Linked DNA regions of Sus scrofa: all the other regions are linked to region 1. A link is a contact called in public HiChIP or PLAC-seq and promoter capture Hi-C data. All regions are on one chromosome and are shown on one strand. Each heading gives the region's core, a stretch centred on a gene start, on an enhancer-like site or on the middle of the called end of the contact. The rest is flanking DNA. Distances are from core to core; before and after follow the strand shown.

Evidence for each region. Promoter capture Hi-C pulls out the DNA fragments that hold promoters and counts their contacts. HiChIP or PLAC-seq counts read pairs in DNA pulled down with a chosen protein or histone mark.
Region 2: a contact with region 1 is called in an H3K27ac HiChIP or PLAC-seq map of alveolar macrophages. The contact joins the promoter of IFT88 here to the promoter of ZDHHC20 in region 1. A contact is called at or near these places in 2 of 5 promoter capture datasets (fetal liver and liver) and 1 of 2 datasets of contacts at active chromatin or transcription factors (alveolar macrophages).
Region 3: a contact with region 1 is called in a promoter capture Hi-C map of fetal liver, with 4 times the contacts expected there. The contact joins the promoter of EEF1AKMT1 here to the promoter of ZDHHC20 in region 1. A contact is called at or near these places in 3 of 5 promoter capture datasets (fetal liver and liver) and 1 of 2 datasets of contacts at active chromatin or transcription factors (alveolar macrophages).

What each region holds. Positions count from the first base shown.
Region 1 is chr11:1,404,436-1,407,214 of Sscrofa11.1, forward strand. It overlaps ZDHHC20 (probable palmitoyltransferase ZDHHC20), which reads right to left and starts at 1,424. Exons shown (of 12, transcript XM_021065450.1): 1 at 1,176-1,424. The coding sequence starts at 1,293.
Region 2 is chr11:942,075-944,853 of Sscrofa11.1, forward strand. IFT88 (intraflagellar transport protein 88 homolog) reads left to right here and starts at 1,376. Exons shown (of 26, transcript XM_021065434.1): 1 at 1,376-1,518.
Region 3 is chr11:1,093,770-1,096,548 of Sscrofa11.1, forward strand. EEF1AKMT1 (protein-lysine N-methyltransferase N6AMT2) reads right to left here and starts at 1,349. Exons shown (of 5, transcript XM_021065435.1): 1 at 1,151-1,349.

The sequences.
Region 1 (2,779 bases), core at 174-2,673:
AATGAAATCCTGGGGTGTGATCTCTAAAGGCTGGGCCTGAAGCCTAACTAACCTCCCAAGAGCTTAGCCACGCCCCCCCCACTAAGGACCAAACAATGAGTTGCGCCGACCCTCCTGCCTCAGTAACAGGTAAACGCAGGGTGGAAAGACGTGAGTCACGTTCCGTAGCCACTCAACAACCGTGTGACCTAGTCACACTCATTTCCTACATCTGCTCAGAGACGTGAGAAAGACAGATGCTCCCTCCATCCCCACCAGCGCATTCACGTTCCTTTCCCATCCGATTCGATGTCTCCTTTTGATACTTCTGACGACCATCTATAGGTTAAACGTGCGACTTCAACCTACGTGCACCCTGCAGTGTTCCTGCAGAGGCTTTGCTTCGAAACCATTAAGGACTTGGGAGAGGGAGGGTACAATAACCGGACAGAATTAAATAGGACTGGCACAACTGGGAATAAATGCTCTCACTTCAGAGTAAATAAGTATCATCACAAGCTGAGGACCTTCCTCTGAGCATCTCTGGAAGCAGCTGTAAGAAACTAAGAAACACCTAAGTCTAGCCAGCTTCAACTGATTCAAACATTCCTGACACATGTTTTGGTATCAAAACGGAGGAAAGTAAACAATCTTCAACAGACTACCGCCCCATCTTGACTTGAAAACGTGTTCCGCAACTAACTTCTTCTGGCAGGGACAGCTTTCTTCGAAATTAAATGTTCCATAGGTTCGAAACAATGTTCTTAAAATTTTTCGTCTGAAAACGTCCCCTCAAACCTGAGCAGAGCATTCCCTTCCACGTGGAGCGCCCGCCGGGGGCTGCGCCAACGCGGGCCCGGGACGGGGGTCCCCGCGCGGCGCTTCCGCGTAGGCGCGTCCTCCGCCCCGACGGCGCGCGTCTCCCCAAGCGTCCCCTCCCTCCAGAGAACTGCCCTCGGTGTCGCCCACACTGGTCCCCGCGGGGTCCCGGGACCCGATGGGCTTCCAGGAAGGAGGCGCGGAGGAGCCGCGGCTGCCGCCGCTCAGGCCCGCCGCCTCCCGGAACAAACGGGTCGCAAGCGGCTGCGCCCGGCTCGGGCGGACACGGCCCGGCGGACGCTGAGAGCGCCCTGCCCACCGCGCGCGCCTGCGGGGCCGACGCCCGGGGCGACTCCGGGGCCCCGCCGGGTACTCACACACGCAGAGCTCCACCACGTACGCGTAGTAGGACCACACGACCACGAAGGTGATGAAGAGCACCGGCACCCAGCCCACGCTGCGCTGGCAGCAGCGCCACAGCGTACAGGGCGCCATGTTCCGCCGGCGGCCGCGGCACCCAGCGGCCCGGGGTGGCGGGGCGCGCCAAGCCCCCGGCGGCGGCGGCGGCTGTGGCGGCGGCGACTTGGACGCTCCCGGAGGCTCGGCGCCCTGCTCGGCGCCCCGCCCCCGTCCCCGCCGCGACCCCTCCCCTCGCCGCGTCGCGCCCGGCCCCGCCCCAGTCCCGCAGTGCGTCTGCGCCGCGGCCTGGAGGCGGGGCCGCGCGGGCGGGAGTCCGCAGCGGAAGAGGCGGGGCAGAGGACGGCGGAAGTGGGCGGAGGGGGCGCGCAGGCGTGGTGCGCACCGCCTCCTGGCGGCCCGCGGGGTCCGGCGAGGCCCGGGTGAACAGAGGTTCAGGCTTGGAGGCTCCCGGCGGGGACCCGCGAGCCGCGCGGGCTGCAAACCCTGGGATTTGCACGTACCTCTCCGATTAGGACTCCCGCGCTTTGAAATCGTTTGCTCGCGATTCGGGCGGAACCCCTCCGTTTTCGAAGATGGAAGCCTTTAGCCAATGTGATGTGAAACCCACATTTGGGATTGAATTGCGATGGGGCAACAACCCTCTCCCTAACCACCCCCCCCAAGACGGCTGAAATTTCCAGAATTCGTTTAAACTAGAAAATCATTTATAAATAATGCCTGGAATCATGGAGGAACCTACAAGTATCCTTTCCGGATTCCAGAAGCGACAGATTGCCTGCACACATTGCGTCCGTGACCGCATCTGGAACGGGCCTTATCTCGGCTGAAGTGTTGGTGTTGGTGTCCCAGGAAGGGGAGGCATTTACCCTACCTGCGGAGTGGACATTCTCCGCCTCTGGATAATGCTTTCATGTTAAAGCATGCAAACCACAGTGGACAACATGTATGACAGGCCATAAAACAGGCTGCTCCAGTGCCAAATCATGTGTTAACTGGCCAAATCATGAGTAAGCCCAAATGCTTCCCCACTGCAGTATGAGAACCTTTCTTCCTTCAGGATGGTGGCTTTTAACAGAGACTGGAGACCATGGGGCAGGTCTCCACCCTGGTACTGGAGCAATGCTGGCAGCCTGAGGCCTCGAGCTGCATAATCCCCATTTTTACTGCCAGCCAGGAACTTCAAAATGCCCTTTTAAAAGTTCTGGTTGTCAGCTGAGAGCCAGGGGAGAAAAAAGGCCACTAGAGGTAGGTGGGAAGACTTCAGGCGAGGTTTCCATTTCCGGAAGTCATGTAGCTGTGAATATGGAAAGAACGAAGAAGGAAAAAACCCACAAACTCACAAATTTAGAATTAAACCACAATTCCAAAACACAGTGGAATCTAATACTGAGAAAGGATGCCAATAAAAACAATAAGGACTTGAATTCACTGAAATTAATTTTATGAAGCAATCTCACAAAAACGTAAAAACAATATATGGCAGGAGTTCCCATTGTGGCTCAGTGGAAAAGAATCCTACTAGGAACCATGAGGTTGCGGGTTGGATCCCTGGCCTTGATCA
Region 2 (2,779 bases), core at 126-2,625, 460 kb before region 1:
AAATTTTTATTTATTTATTTATTTTTGTCTTTTCTAGGGCTGCTCCCAGGGCATGTGGAGGTTCCCAGGCTAGGGGTCCAATCAGGGCTGTAGCCGCCGGCCTACACCACAGCCACAGCAACTCGGGATCCGAGCCACGTCTGTGACCCACACCGCAGCTCATGGCAACGCCGGATCCTTAACCCACTGAGCAAGGCCAGGGATCGAACCTGCAATCTCATGATTCCTAGTCAGATTCACTAAGCACTGTGTCACAACGGGAACTCCGTTGGAGAGGTCTTGACTCCAGGAGGGATTGATGTGGTCTTTTATCTTTTTAGGGCTGCACCCATGGCATATGGAGGTTCCTAGGCTAGGGGTCCAATTGGAGCTACAGCAGCTGGCCTACACCACAGCCACAGCAACGCTGGATCCTTAACCCCCTGAGCGAGGCCAGGGATCAAACCCTCATCCTCATGGATGCTAATCAGGTCTGCTAACTGCTGAGCCACGAGCCAGGACAGGAACACCTGATGTGGTCATCTTTTTATTCCAGCAGAGCTCAGCTCCTGGCATTAAATTTCTCCTTGATGTGTCAGAGAAGCAAGGCCCAGTTTACTCAGCCTAACAGTCCCAGCTGTTCTCAGCCCAGGGGCCCATCTACCGCCTACCTCACTATCACATCTAAAAAAAATTTCATTCCTTCTTCACTTGCCCAAAACTGGGTACCTCCGTCCAGCTTTAATGCATTAACTATCACAGTAGTCCAGAACAAAAGCAAGAGACTCATGGAGAATTGTCTCTTGACAGGCACTTAAAATTTAAAACTCATTAACTACTAGTGTCTTTAGACGCCCCCCTCTCCCGTTTATCTGTAAAATTTAAGATAATGCAGTGAAAGGGTTATGAATTTCATTCCTTCTTCACTTGCTGAGCGTCACTCTGAAGCTGGGAGCCGCCCTTGGCGCGTCTCAGGCCGCCCTGGAGTGTGTCCGGGGCAGGAGGACAGGACTGGACCATGAGGTGCGCGGACGGCGGGCAGGGGGCCTGGACTCCAGCGGGGCCCTGGGGTGGTCGCGGTGGGAGGAGGATCGGGAAGGCTGTGCAGCCGGGACGCGCTTCCGGGGCTCACAGGTTTGGGCGGCGGGCGCCCGAGCGATTAACAGCAATTCACTGGCACCGCCTCTCGGTGGCCGGCCTTCCGGCTGATTTCCTTAGGATTTAGAAGACGGCTTCCTTTGCTTTCTGGTCCGCGACCTGGCAGCGCCCCAGGACCGCCTCCGCCAGCCCCGCGCCCCCTCGCGCTCGGGGCTGGCGGCCGACCCCGCCCCTCCCGCAGGCCCCGCCCCTCCCTCAGGCCCCGCCCCCTGCCTCGCCCGCCTCCCGGTGATCCGGACCCCGCCCCCTCGCGGAGCACTGTGGGAGCCGCTTCCTTGGATCCGCGCGTGGCAACGCCGTGGCCGCCGCGCTCCGCGGAGTGACCGAAAGGCCGCTGCCGCCCCGCCGCGCTCGCCGTCGCCCTGGTCCTCTCGCCGCGAGGTAAGAGAGGGGCCGCGGGGGGTCGCGGGTGCCGGCTGCCCTCGGAGGGGGCCGTCGGGGGGCGCGGGGGGCCCAGCCCCCTCTCCGCCCGCCCCGGCCCGCCGCCGCGCGCGGCCCTCGCGCCTCCGACCCAAGCTCGTGCCGCGAAGCCCCGAAACCCCCGGGAGAGGCTCGGCAGTGACGCGGGCGCGAGCTCGGCCTCCCCTTCACAGAGGGGCATCCCCGGGGAGGGCGGACGTCGGTGCCGACTCCAGGGGCCGAGCCCGCCGGGGGGTGAGGGTCCCGGCGCTCGGTCAAGACCCCGCGGCGCGTCTGGAGAGGGGCCTCTGAACCGGGATCCGGAACGCCCCTCCCAGCCTGTCAGCTGGGGAGCCCGTTTTGGTCTGGTTACCGCCAGCAGAGAGGGTCTCCAGTTGTGAAAGTTGCTTGCTTCTGCGAAGTCCCTGAAGCCGAATCGACCTCAGTGGGGCTTGTACTGGGAAGTTCTCACTCCGCGCAGTGGGCCTTACGGTGGGGTCCATGGACCGGGAGCAGCACTTGGGAACTTGTTAGAAATGCACATTCGGGAGTTCCCGTGTGGCGCAGCGGGTTAAGGACCCCGCGTGGTCACTGCAGCGGTGAGGGGATGGCAGTCGGTACTCTGACCAGCCCTTGGATTTCTGGTGCACAGCTTTCCATTTGTACACTTCAAACTAAATTACAGATACTAAGCTTGCCCTTGAATATTTGAGTGCATATTAACTATAGTTCAATATTTGCTTATAGTTTTTTTCTTTCAAGAAAAAAGCAAAAAGGAGTCTCCCCGCGGGTGGCCCAGTGAGTTAAGAATCTGACTGCAGCAGCTGTAGTCACTCCTGACTGGGGTCCTCCACCCAACGCAGTGGGTAAAGGATCCTTAGTTGCCACAGCTGTGAGTCAAAGCTGTGCGTTGGTCACAGCTGCGGCTTGGATTCAGTCCCTGAGCTGGGAACTCTCATATGCTGGCAGGTGCAGCCATAAATTTTTGTTTGTTTTGTTTTTGTTTTTCTAGGGCCACATCTGCAGCATATGGAGGTTCCCAGACTAGGGGTCAAATTGGAGCTGTAGCCGCTGGCCTACACTGCAGCTCACGGAAACGCCGGATTCTTCACCCGCTGAGCAAGGCCAGGGATCGAACCCGCAACCTCCTGGTTCTTAGTCGGATTCGTTTCTGCTGCGCCATGACAGAAACTCCAACAGCCATAAATTTTTAAAAAGAAAAAATTATAAACAATAAAAGCAG
Region 3 (2,779 bases), core at 99-2,598, 310 kb before region 1:
ACTCACTAGACAAAGACTTTAAAATAACTTCCTAACGATGCTAACAGAACCAAAGGATGTAGGGAGAGTTAAGACAATGACGAGTGAACACAATGGAATAAAGAGGGGTACACCTTCAGGGGGGCCAGCACACTCATGGTGGGAGTCCCCCGAGAAGGGAGAACAGGACGGAGTATCAGTGCGAGTGCACGCGGGCTGAGCCACGGCAGTCATCGCACAGCAAGCTGATGGGCCGAGTTCTAAGGCTTCGTTTCGGCCTGGGGTATCAGCATTGAGAACTGGGCACTGCTAAAAGCTAAATGAACCTTAGTTTTAACCTGCTACCCCTTTTTTACTTAGGCCCACCCTTTATCATATCCTTAGCATGATGTCAGTATTTTCTAAGCGGCTTGTTGAAAGTGCTGTGACGTTTTAAGTCCAAAGAGCTGGAAGTGCTGTATTTACATTTTAAACTGATGCTGAGCCTCATGTGGCTCCCACTCTAGATCAGCGCTTCTCTGGGGAGGGTGGTGCTGGCATCTAACGGGTAGAGGCCAGGGATGCTGGTAAATCGTACAGTTTGGAGTACCACCCTGCACAACAGAGAGCTACCCGGCCCCAAATGTCACTGACGCTAGGATGCCAGGGGAGAGACCCTGCTTTAGAGAGAAGGGCAGGCGAATGACCGTGGACAGGCTGGAGGACACCGTTTATGCCTTGAGAGCACCTGGGGAGCACGTGGGGGCAGGTGAGAGCAGCTCAGCTGCCGGCGTTTCACCTCCGCCCCGAGGGTGGGCGAAGGATGCAGACTGGGGCCTGCGGAGCGAACTGCACGAGCGGGGGCGACGCCTTAAGGGGAAGCATCCGAGGGATTCACGGGCCCCTGCGGGGCTGTGCTGCTTCGCACGACTTGAAACTACTTAAATGGTGGGACCCACGACGCAAAAGGCAACGTGCAGGTCCACCCGCGTCTCGAACACACAAAGTTCTGTTTCCACAGGTCAAGTTTCAGGCACGACCCTCCCTCCCCGTGGACAAAACCCAGCGCTGCCCCCGAGGCCGTCCAGGCCCAGGCGCGGCGAGCCGGCGGGGAGCCCCCGGGGCCCAGCGGGTACCCGCGCCGGCGCCCGGCCCCGGCCGGCGCGCTCCTCTCGCCTCTAAAACCACTGACCTGTTCCTTCAGAAGCTCTGACGTGAGGGGAAACCACGCCCTGTGAAGCGAGGCCCCGCGCACGAGCCCGCGACGAGACGCCCCGCGCGCCGCGCCGGGACCCGGGGAGGCAGAGGCGGCGCCTCGGCCCCTCACAACCCGCGTCCGCGCGTGCGCCGTAGTCCCGCGGGGCCGGGCCCGAGCGCCGACGGCGCCCGCGCGTGCGCACTCCGTCTCGCCGAGCCGGAACCGCGGGCGGGGCCGCGGCCGCGCATGCGCACGCCCTCCGGCGGGTGCGGGGGAGGCCGCTGGGAGCCGCGCCGCAGACCGGCCGCCTGGTGCTGGGAGCTGCTCGGCTCCGCAGGTGCTTCTGGTGGTGGCAATAAAAGATAGTTAAGGTTTTAATTAGAGTCCCGGTAAGTTAAACACATACAAAGGAAATCTGCTAATTTGTTCTCTCAGTCTACCGAGAAATTCATATATTAAACTGAGTATTTATAATAGCGATAGATTAGGGAAAGCCTTTTAAACCCTGCAATTTCCTCCTCGGTGTGACTAAGACCAGCCACCTGCACCTGTCATGTTGGAATTTGCTGTGAAGAATGCAACAGCCGCCCAAGCAGAGGATTCGCACAGCTGTCTCCATGCTGAAATAAGACAGCTACTAATTCGGCAAATAATCTAATTATGAAGTAATAACGTTCTCTATGTAAACAACTGAAAACGTAGGAGAGTTTGGTCAGCCCCATGGTATATAGTCTTTCAGAGCCTTCAGTGAGGAGTGCGTTCATCCCTAGAGCACCCAGCAGACCCGGGCACACCGGCACCTAGGGAAAGTCAAGTCCCCTTCCACCTTGGCGGTTACAAATCCTGATGCTCTATTTACTTACCATTCCCCGAGGCTATCAATCTGTATTCCTTTCCTACCTTCCTTTCCTTTATTTTCTTTACCAATTCCATAATCTTACTAAGCTAGGGTCTGCTGAATAGCTTCAAATCCTTTCTGGTATAAGGTGAGGATAGGAAAAAAAAAACCCACAAAAACCGTGTTTTCAACTTTGGGAATACTATAGTTTCTATTTTAAATACTGTTTTCAGGCTTATAGCAACCCACGCTTTAATTGCTTTGAACTCATGACACATTCACTAAGCCAGGCATTTCAAGAACAGGTGTAACTTAACAAAGGAGCAGGAAAGAAAACACACAAGAGAAATCAATAACACGACCCAAGAAACAACTAACCAAGTTCACGGCAGTGTGGCTTTAGAGGTAATGTTCCAACCCAGCAAACTGCCTTGGTTTACTTGATAGAAAGGATTAAGTTAAAGCAAAGTTATTTTAAGTTTGAGATTAAGTTAAAGTTATTTTTGGTTTAAAACAGATGTTTTTAAGCTAAGTTTAAACTGCTTTCATAGCCTGTGAGACAGTTAATCTGCATATAATGTGTTACTGTGTTATTTTACAATGAAAATGAACCTAGTTGTCAGAGAGTTCAAATAGTTACACCTCCACCAATAATGCTGCCTGCTCAGACAGGTTGTCACAGTGATACAGGAAGATTAAAATGTTCCTCATGAAAACATCTGCATTGTAATTTAATGGCTCTTCAAATCATAAAAAAATTTTAAATATTGAGACAATTTTATTAT